Regions from separate parts of the Mus musculus genome. Here region 1 is linked to region 2. A link is a contact called in public HiChIP or PLAC-seq data. All regions are on one chromosome and are shown on one strand. Each heading gives the region's core, a stretch centred on a gene start, on an enhancer-like site or on the middle of the called end of the contact. The rest is flanking DNA. Distances are from core to core; before and after follow the strand shown. Region 1 overlaps Gm35330 (a long non-coding RNA gene). Region 2 has its middle 12 kb from the start of 1700016G22Rik.

Region 1 (5,332 bases), core at 1,130-3,629, 150 kb after region 2:
GAGGCTTTTCCCCACTTTCTCTTCTATAAATTTCAGTGTCTCTGGTTTTAGGTGGAGTTCTTTGATCCACTTGGACTTGAGCTTTGTACAAGAATGGATCAATTTGAATTCTTCTACATGATAACCGCCAGTTGTGCCAGGACCATTTGTTGAAAATGCTGTCTTTTTTCCACTGGATGGTTTTAGCTCCCTTGTCAAAGATCAAGTGACCATAGGTGTGTGGGTTCATTTCTGGGTCTTCAATTCTATTCCATTGATCAGCCTGTCTGTCCCTGTACCAATACCATGAAGTTTTTTTTATCACAATTGCTCTGTAGTATAGCTTGAGGTCAGGCATGGTGATTTCCCCAGAGGTTCTTTTATTGTTGAAAATAGTTTTTGCTGTCCTAGGTTTTTTGTTGTTCCAGATGAATTTGGAAATTACCCTTTCTAACTCAGTGAAGAATTAAGTTGGAATTTTGATGGGGATTGCATCGAATCTGTAGATTGCTTTTGGCAGGATAGCCATTTTTGCTATATTAATCCTGCCAATCCATGAGTATGGGAGATCTTTCCATCTTCTGAGATCTTCAATTTCTTTCTTCAGAGACTTGAAGTTCTTATCATACAAATCTTTCACTTCCTTAGTTAGAGTCACACTAAGGTATTTTATATTATTTGTGACTATTGTGAAGGGTGTTGTTTCCCTAATTTCTTTCTGAGCCTGGTTAATCTTTGTGTAGAGAAAGGCCACTGATATATTTAAGTTAATTTTATATCTAGCTACTGCACTGAAGCTGTTTATCAGGTTTAGGAGTTCTCTGGTAGAATTTTTAGGGTCACTTATATATACTATCATATCATCTACAAATGATATTTTGACTTCTTCCTTTCCAATTTGTATCCCCTTGATCTCCTTTTGTTGTCAAATTGCTCTGGCTAGGACTTCAAGTACTATACTGAGTAGGTAGGGAGAAAGTGGGCAGCCTCGTCTAGTCCCTGATCTTAGTGTGGTTGCTTCAATCTTCTCTCCATTTACTTTAATGTTGGCTACTAGTTTACTATAGATTGCTTTTATTATGTTTAGGTATGGGCTTTGAATTCCTGATCTTTCCATGACTTTTATCATGAAGGGGTGTTGGATTTTGTCAAATGCTTTCTCAGCATCTAACGAGATAATCATGTGATTTTTGTCTTTGAGTTTGTTTACATAGTGGATTACGTTGATGGATTTCCGTATATTAAAGCATCTCTGCATCCCTGGGATGAAGCCTACGTGGTCATGATGGATGATTGTTTTGATGTGTTCTTGGGATCAGTTTGCGAGGATTTTATTGAGTATTTTTGCATTGATATTCATAAGGGAAATTGGTCTGAAGTTCTCTTTCTTTGTTGGATCTTAGTGTGGTTTAGGTATCAGAGAAATTGTGGCTTCATAGAATGAATTGGGTAGAGTACCTTCTGTTTCTATTTTGTGGAATAGTTTGAGAAGAGTTGGAATTAGGTCTTCTTTAAGAGCTCAAGAAGCTGAAGTCTAGAAATTCAAATAACCCCATTAAAAATGAGGTACAGAGCTAAACAAAAATCTCAACTGAGGAATACAGAAGGGCTGAGAAGCACTTAAAAAATATTCAACATCCTTAATCATCAGGGAAATGCAAATCAAAACAACCCTGAGATTCTATCTCATACCAGTCAGAATGACTAAGATCAAAAATTCAGGTGACAGCAGATGCTGGCGAGGATGTGGAGAAAGAGGAACACTCCTCCATTGCTGGTGGGATTGCAAGCTTGTAAAACCACTCTGGAAATCAGTCTGGTGGTTCCTCAGAAAATTGGACATAGTACTACTGGAAGATCCATCAATACCTCTCCTGGGCGTATACCCAGAAGATGTTCCAACTGGTAATAAGAACACATGCTCCACTATGTTCATAGCAGCCTTATTTACAATAGCCAGAAGCTGGAAAGAACCCAGATGCCCCTCAACAGAGGAATGTGTAAACCCTCCAGCCTGAAGCAGGCAGAGCCAGACCTTGACCTTGCTGCCACTAAGGAGATTACCTAGGGTGGAACCTTCCTCCCAAGATCACTCTATTGTTCAGCCACTGCAGTTGTTCCTCCTGCTGAGAGGCCGCTGAGCTATTATGGAGACTACACCCTATCCTGCATGTAGTTACCTGCAGCTGGTTCCAGACTCCAAGAATGAATTGGTGGGAGTGCCCCCCCCCATCCCCACTTACAAGCACATTTGCCATTAAATATTTGAGCTTTGATCAGAAATCTTGACTTAGCTCCATTTTTCTCTCAACTGCCTAGTTCCCCTCTCTTTTCAGCCCCGGCTTGCCTCCTAGGTGAAACCTGGTCCATGTGAGCTCTGGGCCGGCTTCCAATAGTCTAGTATCCGAACAGGGACCTGAGGAATGGCAGAAAAAATGCTGGAGGAACTCTGCTTAGTATTGAGCTCCACAGGAAGAAAAAGAAAAGGATCTTATCGAGCACTGGAGCAATAGGTTCACATGCTAGTGCTAGCTTAAAACTTCATTTTTTAAATTGTTGCTAGAGGTGCGGGAGGATACGAGCTAAGTTTGGAATCAGTGCTAACCCAATGGTGGTTTCCACTTAGGTTCGGCAGTGAATTATTCGGAACTAGGAACTGATCAGGCAATTGTCCGCAGTTTTCAAAAACTGCTTTAGGCGAGAGGAAAAAGGGTTTAAATTAAATAATCAGGCAGATGTCCGCAGTCAGGAGCTGCATCGGGCAGCAGGAACAGGGTTTGTAATAATAAAATAATATAGAGGAAAATGGATTTGAAACTTTCCCAGAGGCAGAGAAAAAATCGGGGAATGTCCTGCCCTTTTCTCTCTGGTCCCTACAGCAGAAGTTCTCTGTCCTCTTTGTGTTATCTAATGTCTAGTCTACCGTCTGGTGCACCACGTGTCAATCCATGTGTGTTTGTGTATAGTTGTCTGAATGGCTGAATGTTCTGTGTTTCATGTTGGAAAATAAAAGGTGGCTAAAACTTTATCTGCTGGTTCAGCAGAGTGGCCACACCCTTTAGCCATGGATCAGGCACAGCAGGGAAGCCACTGCTGGAAAAGCTGCTCTCAAAGAAAGGGAGTCTGCAGGCTCTTAGTTTTGGGGCAAAAAAGCAGATAGATGTTTTTTTTTTCCTGGAGGGTTCTCTGCAATCATGATGAATGTGCTTGGCAAATGACAAAGTGCTTTTTTATCTTATAATTATAGCCAGAAAAATTGAAATTCTTTGATTGGTCTAAATTTATTAGACTCGTGTAGCTGCTTCATTTGTTTTTTTATTGGTCTTAGAGGTATAATATGCTCTTCATGTCTTCTTTGTTAGAGTATTAGCTTATAAGTTATTGGGTATGATCAAATAGGTGTAACACTGGTTACTAGAAAGTTAGTTTTTAATTGGTAACTCAGGTTTGGAATCTTTCCAACACATGGCATAAGGCAGGTCAAGAGGCTGGGTCTCTAAGGATACTTCTAGTTGAGATAATATTTAATGTGATTCTTATCCTAGAAAGTAGAATTAAAGGTAATATTTAAAGCAATGTCTCTTTAATGAAGCATTAAAACTTGCACTGTCATACATTCATAGATATAAATTGGCAGCCAAATTTCGCAATGTGATAGTGAAGTTTTGATGTTGATTCTAAGGTGATAAATTGCTTTGAAATTGGATTTTGCTTTCCCAAAGTTGTAGTTATAGTCTAATATTGCAAAAGAAACTCAAAAATTCTAAAGTCTGTCCTCCCAGCAAGAGGAACTAAGATCAGAGCAGCCTCTTGGGGGCTTGTGTGACTTTCTTTTGTCTTGCAAACGGTGCTTAAGGAAGCTCTCGAAACTTGCCTCTCCTTGCCTTTAGGGAAAATTCCTTTTAGCTATAAGAACATTGTTGCAGATCTATCCAGATGTTCTTCTAAATAAAGTTTAAATTCAAAGTTTATAAAAAGGTCAGTCAGGCTGTAGAATTTATCAGGACATTGCAATTTGACTTACCTACTTTATGTAAAGTTATTATAGATTTAGGAGTTTGTTTTTTCCTTTGCATCTGGAAAATTGTAAAGAGTTTGCTTCTAGTGAGCTTGTAATCACTGGAAAATTTTGCCACTGGGTATGGCTAATATAGCTTTACCTCATGTAAGAAAAATTCTTAGTGTTTCTGCTTCAATACAAGAAGCTAAGAGTTTGAATCTTTCAGTGTATATTGTTTCCTAAGTGGAAAGTATTTTAGTAGCTAATGCCTCTCAAGGGAAGTTAACTTTAAATCCTTGCTCTCACACAAAGAGCTTTTAAGTTCTGGGGAGTAGCTGTTGCTCCAGAAAAGATGCAGAGGCAATATCTTTTTAATACTTAGGGTTTTAGTTATACTATAAAATTGTGGTACAGAAAATCTAAGAACGAAAAATTGATTTGCTTCAAAATTTTATTTTCAAAAGCTTCCAGGAGATGTTAATTGGCTAAGACCTCACCTTAAACTCACCACAGGAGAATTTAAGCCTTTGTTAGGTGCTATTAAGTGAGACACAAATTAACTGGTAAAGAACAAAAGCTTTGCAGAAATTAAAGAAAGCTTTTATAATTGTTATCAATTATAATCAATGGTAATTAAATATTAGCTGCCTATTTTAGTTATTGGTTATTAAATGTGCCCACAGCAATTCCTTGGCAAGAGAAAGCATTATTGGAAAGTCATCTTTCTTCTCCTCCTGGCCGACCATTGGCTCACATGGAGCTGGCCACCTGCTGGCTGCTGCGGGGAGGGACCATGGGGTATGCTTCTTTCCCTGAGTGGTGGTGGCATGGGATGCCGCCAGAAAGTGGGCGCTTTTGTAGCAAACTTAGCGGAGGACCTGAAGCACCAGTCGTGTGCTCCATTGCTCCCATGAGCATCTGCCTGGGTGGCCGTATCTTTTCCTGCTAGGTGCTCTGCTGCCCCTGCTCGGGCTTCCTGGCCTACAACAGATTGGGCTGCTTTATCCTCTATGGCCTGGGAGGAGGGCTGGAGGTGGGCAAGGCCAAGGTGGTGTTCATCTCAAAACACAGTTTTAACATCCTACTAAGGCTGCTGTGGTGCTAATAAAGAATTGTAAGATAAATTCATATATTTTAGAAAACCTATAACAAAAATTGTGTCTTAAGAACCTGACAAAGTGTCTGTTCCTTGTTCAAAACAGCATTTAAATTGGTTATTATAGAATATTAATATTTGACCTATTGAATACCATCATTTTAAATAAAATTGACAATCATTATTCCAAAGATAAGTTAAAAAATGTTTTTATGCATGCGTCTGTATCTTCTATATAAATTCATGCATGCATGCAT
Region 2 (4,760 bases), core at 1,630-4,129:
CGTGCAATTGAAAGAAAATCCTCTTGTTGGCATGATATTTATAACTGCTTACAAAGGTTATCCTATTCAAATGCAGGGTCTCATTAGGAGTTAAGTCCTAGAACGGTCTGATGCCTTGCATCCCAAAAAGATACTTTTTAAAAAACAAACAAGTTGTCATGGCAGCATGAAAACTTGGAGGAATGACTGATGGTCTGTGAACTGAGTGCCTTGCAATACTGTCAATGTCTCTGGTGAGATAGCACAGGCCAGTCTCAAGAGTAGAGAGAAGCCCTTGCCAGATGGAGGGTCAGATAAGATACTTTCTTAAATCGCTAAGGTAAAACCTTTCATGATAGAGCACAGGGAAGCACAGGGAAGACTCTGAAAAGCTGTCATCTCAAAAATCTAAAATTGCAAAGGAGTCTTCATGTCTTAGGGAAAATAACAGAGAAGACATGTCAGGCACTGTGCGGTTTTCCTGAATAGACTCATAGGCATCACAAACCACACTTTAGGAAAGTCAAATTTTTACGCATTTATAGACATAATCGGCTTCAGATTTAAAATGAAGGGTTGAAACCACATGTGTGTGCATACCTGCCAATCCAGGATAATACCTAGAGTATTGTTTTTAATCTCTAAATTTGATCTATGCAGAGCACGGGAACAGCAGCTAACTGGCAATATAGACATAGCTGAAAGAAAGAAAAAAAAAAAAAGAAATGTCTTTATAAGTGCTGCCCTCCCCCGCCCCACCCCCCCCCCCGAGAAAAATGGCTGCGTTGTGTTTCTACCGAAAGAGCTGTACACAGCAGACGCCTGAATCACTTCACTGATAATGAGACATTCTGTTTCAGAGTTTACTATTTAAAAATATAAAACTAACAATTACAGATGGAAACTATTCATCCTGAGATTTAAGGAGGGAAAAGACTTTTTTTTTTTTTTTTTTTTTGGTTAAAGTCTAGAGCTTTCTAAGCTCTGAGCAGACTGCCCTCCGGCTGATGCATTTACAAAGAGCAGAACAGGAGGCAGCCATGGGTGTCCTGAAGTCGAACTTGAGTCTGACCAACCTTGTCTGAGGAGCCTGTTTCTTCTGCATGTACACAGAGGCCAAAGTGGTCGTATGCTGTGGTTGTGTGTGGTTTCATGTTCTAACACAGCATCCAACAGTAACAGTCACCTTGCAAAAAATACGTGTATTGTATTGGGTGGAGATTTATCAGATCAAGAAAGCCAATGATTGGCAAAAGATGTCACACATTTAAGGTTAGAGACCAGAAACCCTTTCCATTTGAATCATCTGAGCTCTGGGGGGAGGGGAGGGGCACAACTTAGTTACTATTTGCTAACTATTGAATGCAAGATATAATTTTCTAATTAAGAATATTTCAGAGGTAAAAGTATTGTTCTAAAACTGTTATCTTAGTGACTATTATGATTATTATGAGTGTTCAGTGGGTAAAATAGTTCAGTTATTTATGTAAAAATTTATAATGTTTAATCTATGTTCAACTTTTTTGTCTGTTGGATTAATTGCTTTTGATTGCCAATTATCATACCTGCAAAGTTTTAATAGACAAAGGTAAACTTCAGATTATGCCAGGTCATAATGAAAAAAAATCAGAATTTTAGTAAAACTCTAGTATTTAGTAATGTGTTAAGAATTATATATAAGGTTATATTTATGTTTTTGTGTATATACACGTACATATGTAACAACAAAAACAAAATAAATGAGGTTATCAATTTGAGACTGAATGGGTTAGAAAAGAAGAGTTTGAGAGATGTAAAGGAAGGAGGGAAGTGATATATTTTAATTAAAATATTTTTTGAAAGTTTATCGAGGGTCTGGAGAGATGGCTCAGCAGTTAAGAGCATTGACCCTTCACATAGCAGCTCAGACCCATCTGTAACTCCAGTTCCAGGCTTCTGACACTCTCACACAGACATAATGCAGTCAAAAAAGCAATAAACATAAAATTATGTTCAAAATCAGTTTATCTAAACAGACCAGGCTCCGGCTAAGTATAGAAATGTTAGTATTTAGGGCTGAGAGGTTTTCTATCTGGACTCCAATACCCTAACCCATCCCCTTTAAAAATAGTAAACATATCTTCTATAGCTTATAGCAGTCATTTGATCCTAACATTTGTGAAAAACCTGTTTTGCAACATTTTAATAATGGCTTATCAAGAAATTCTTTCTTATTTGCTAGAATGCATAAATTAAAAACCTGAAAACAAGCATGGTTGCCTTGCGGTAGGTTTTTTTTTTTTTTTTCAAACGAGCCAACAAAACGGAATATAATATATGATCTTTTCTGGTCTAGCCCAGGCTGAGTCATTTCCTGTTTCAATAACAAGGATGTCATCAGCTAAACTCCAAGCAGCACAGTTTGTCACTGTGTGTGGCTTTATTTGTACATGTTGCTAGAAGGTTCTTAAGGAGCGTACACTCATTATTTTAATACCAGAAAAGAACCTTCCAGTGAGCACCTTTGGCTCTGGTTGGTGCTTCTGTATTATTTATGCTATAGCTAATCTGAGTGGGGAAATGAATGTATGCCCAGCTACATACAGTCACACTCGATGACACCGTAATTCTGTCTTGGGAATTCATAATTTACTCAGGTCACCAAGGTAGTTCACTCCAGTGTGGAATGTTTACCCAAATGTTGAGCTCTGGGCTCCAGTGCCAGCGGATATCAGAACTGAGAATGGTAAGGTCCGGATGTTGCCTGGATTTGCTGGTGTGACCCACACAGCAGCCACACTCCTCTCTGATTTCTTTGTCTAAAGGTTCTAAGATTCTTTTCCTAGAATCACAAGAGGGAGTTTGCACTGTTTACATGGTCAGCGCTCAGCGCACAGTGTTCTCTGAGTTGGTCCCGCTGAGACCCGTCGCCATGCCGATTGTAAATGACTCATCTGCATGAGTCAGCGTCTTCAAGGCGAGATGGCTATCTATTGCCTTTGTGCTACTATTTTTCCCAATTGGTGTTGTCCAGCAGCTGCAGATTCCAAACTATGTGCCTGTTTCTAGAATCCAGGAAACGTTGTTCATGGTTCAGGCAACATCCCCGCAAAGGGTAGGAGGCACAGGATTTAGATTTCTCATCAGACCCCTTTAATGTCTTTCTCAATTGACTTGAGTACGTTTCTCAGTATCAGGGGAAGCATTTCAGGAATTTTCTAGGTCTTACCTGTGAGAAGCCATTCTGATGACTCACAGGGATGGGACATTCCCCCTAGATTAAGGATTAAAGCAAAACAAAAAGAATCCTATTAGAAGAGGGGATTTCCTGGTGAAAAGAGAACCCTAAACCAAAAGACACCCACTTTTGTCTGAGCTTAAAAATCGTATTGCTTGTCACACAGAGCAGAAGGATCTTAAGGATCACACTTTCAAACCCTCATAGAGAATTATATTATGACTCAATTTCCCCTCCAGTGTATCTTAAAAATTCATCAGAGTCTAACGATACAGGCCTCTTTTGGTTGCAATAATTAACATCATATTGGCATTCAGTATGACTCTAAGTTCTGCATAAGTGTCTAAGGCGGTGATAGACAGGGTGGAATTGCTAAGTAAATGTTTACTGTAGGTTATAAAATATGAATAAAATGGGCATGGCTGTTTTCCTGTTACTTGCAGCCCCGGGGTTACTTTCTGGGTGAGCAACATGTGACCACCTCTGAATCAGTTACAACTGTAACTGTAAGCCTCATGGACTGAGATCCTGTGGATCTGACTCCTCCATGAGTTGCTAGGCTTCCGTTTCATAAACACCGTTGAAGAATTAGTTGCTATGTAACTTCCAACACCCTTGGATTAGTCCCACATTCTCCTAGGGGAGGGTGATGCTCATATTGGGGAAAAAAAACTCTTTCTAAAAAGGTGGCCCATCTTCTGTCCATGGCCACAGACACAGATTATTCCCAGTCTCAAAGCTACTATTTGGGGATAGAGAAATAGTTTGATTTCAGTCCATTTAAATGGTGTGGTCCCTCATCAGCAGACAGAAGCAGTCCCATGAAGAATGGAAGAAATGCTAAGACTACCATGGATTACTTCCATTTACCAAGAGTTTACAGGCAGAGCTTCAACCAGGCTACTCATTTCCTGCTTTGCCTCCAACAGAACCGGTTCAATCCTGTACTTATCTCCACTTCGTCCTAGCCCTTCAGGCTCCCTCCTTGGTGGTCAGGGTTTTGCATTCAGAGAATTGACCTTTACCATACATCAATTGTTAACTGATAAGGAATTCAAAAGACTTCTTAAATCCTTAGCTTTCAGAGCTGTGCTGAGACCACTTTCAGTCTTAAGTCTCTTTACCCACAATAACCTAAATTCCAGTCAATATGTCTCCCTGCCAGCCTGGACCACAGCAAAGAGCTAACATAGCCTCTCCCTTGCCTCTAACTTGCTGTGTCTTCTTTGACTTCCATTTGCTGGTCTTCACTTAGCACCAGTTAAACTCTGTCTCTCTGAACTACTTTGCTGTCATTCTGGACTCAATGGTCTCTTTCTCCTTTGCTAATGATTCTGCTATTGGCTTGAAAATGATTTGTGATCTACAGTTTTAGTGGTGTGTCTTCTGTGTAGATGGTCAAAAGTGAGAGTTTCTCTCCTTCCCAGCACATTTAAATGCTTCTAACCACAGAAAGAACATTCCAGCTATGTTTCTATGGATAAGCAAGTCAGCTTCCTCTCCAAGCCTCAGTTTCCTTATGTGTACCACGAGAGTACAAAACCTACCTGACAAGAATTGTTGT

Evidence for each region. HiChIP or PLAC-seq counts read pairs in DNA pulled down with a chosen protein or histone mark.
Region 1: a contact with region 2 is called in an H3K27ac HiChIP or PLAC-seq map of embryonic stem cells, with 9 read pairs. The contact joins two enhancer-like sites. A contact is called at or near these places in 11 of 39 promoter capture datasets (the 3T3-L1 cell line, 3T3-L1-derived adipocytes, the C10 cell line and 5 more), 19 of 484 Hi-C or Micro-C datasets (CD8 T cells, Th1 cells, cochlea and 5 more), 9 of 115 datasets of contacts at active chromatin or transcription factors (CD8 T cells, embryonic stem cells, epiblast stem cells and 1 more) and 1 of 9 other capture datasets (embryonic stem cells).

Annotation. Positions count from the first base shown.
Region 1 is chr13:5,694,273-5,699,604 of GRCm38.p6, reverse strand. All of the region lies in intron 3 of Gm35330 (a long non-coding RNA gene), which reads left to right. Among named protein-coding and RNA genes, the nearest start is that of Gm35330, 28 kb to the left of the region's middle. Within about 2 kb of position 2,379, at least 14 of the 459 cell types and tissues checked have an H3K27ac peak or open chromatin away from gene starts, as enhancers often do. A contact at or near this core is called in embryonic stem cells and stem cell-derived epiblast-like cells, where this site is marked.
Region 2 is chr13:5,843,425-5,848,184 of GRCm38.p6, reverse strand. No RefSeq gene overlaps it. Among named protein-coding and RNA genes, the nearest start is that of 1700016G22Rik, 12 kb to the left of the region's middle. Within about 2 kb of position 2,879, at least 292 of the 459 cell types and tissues checked have an H3K27ac peak or open chromatin away from gene starts, as enhancers often do. A contact at or near this core is called in embryonic stem cells and stem cell-derived epiblast-like cells, where this site is marked.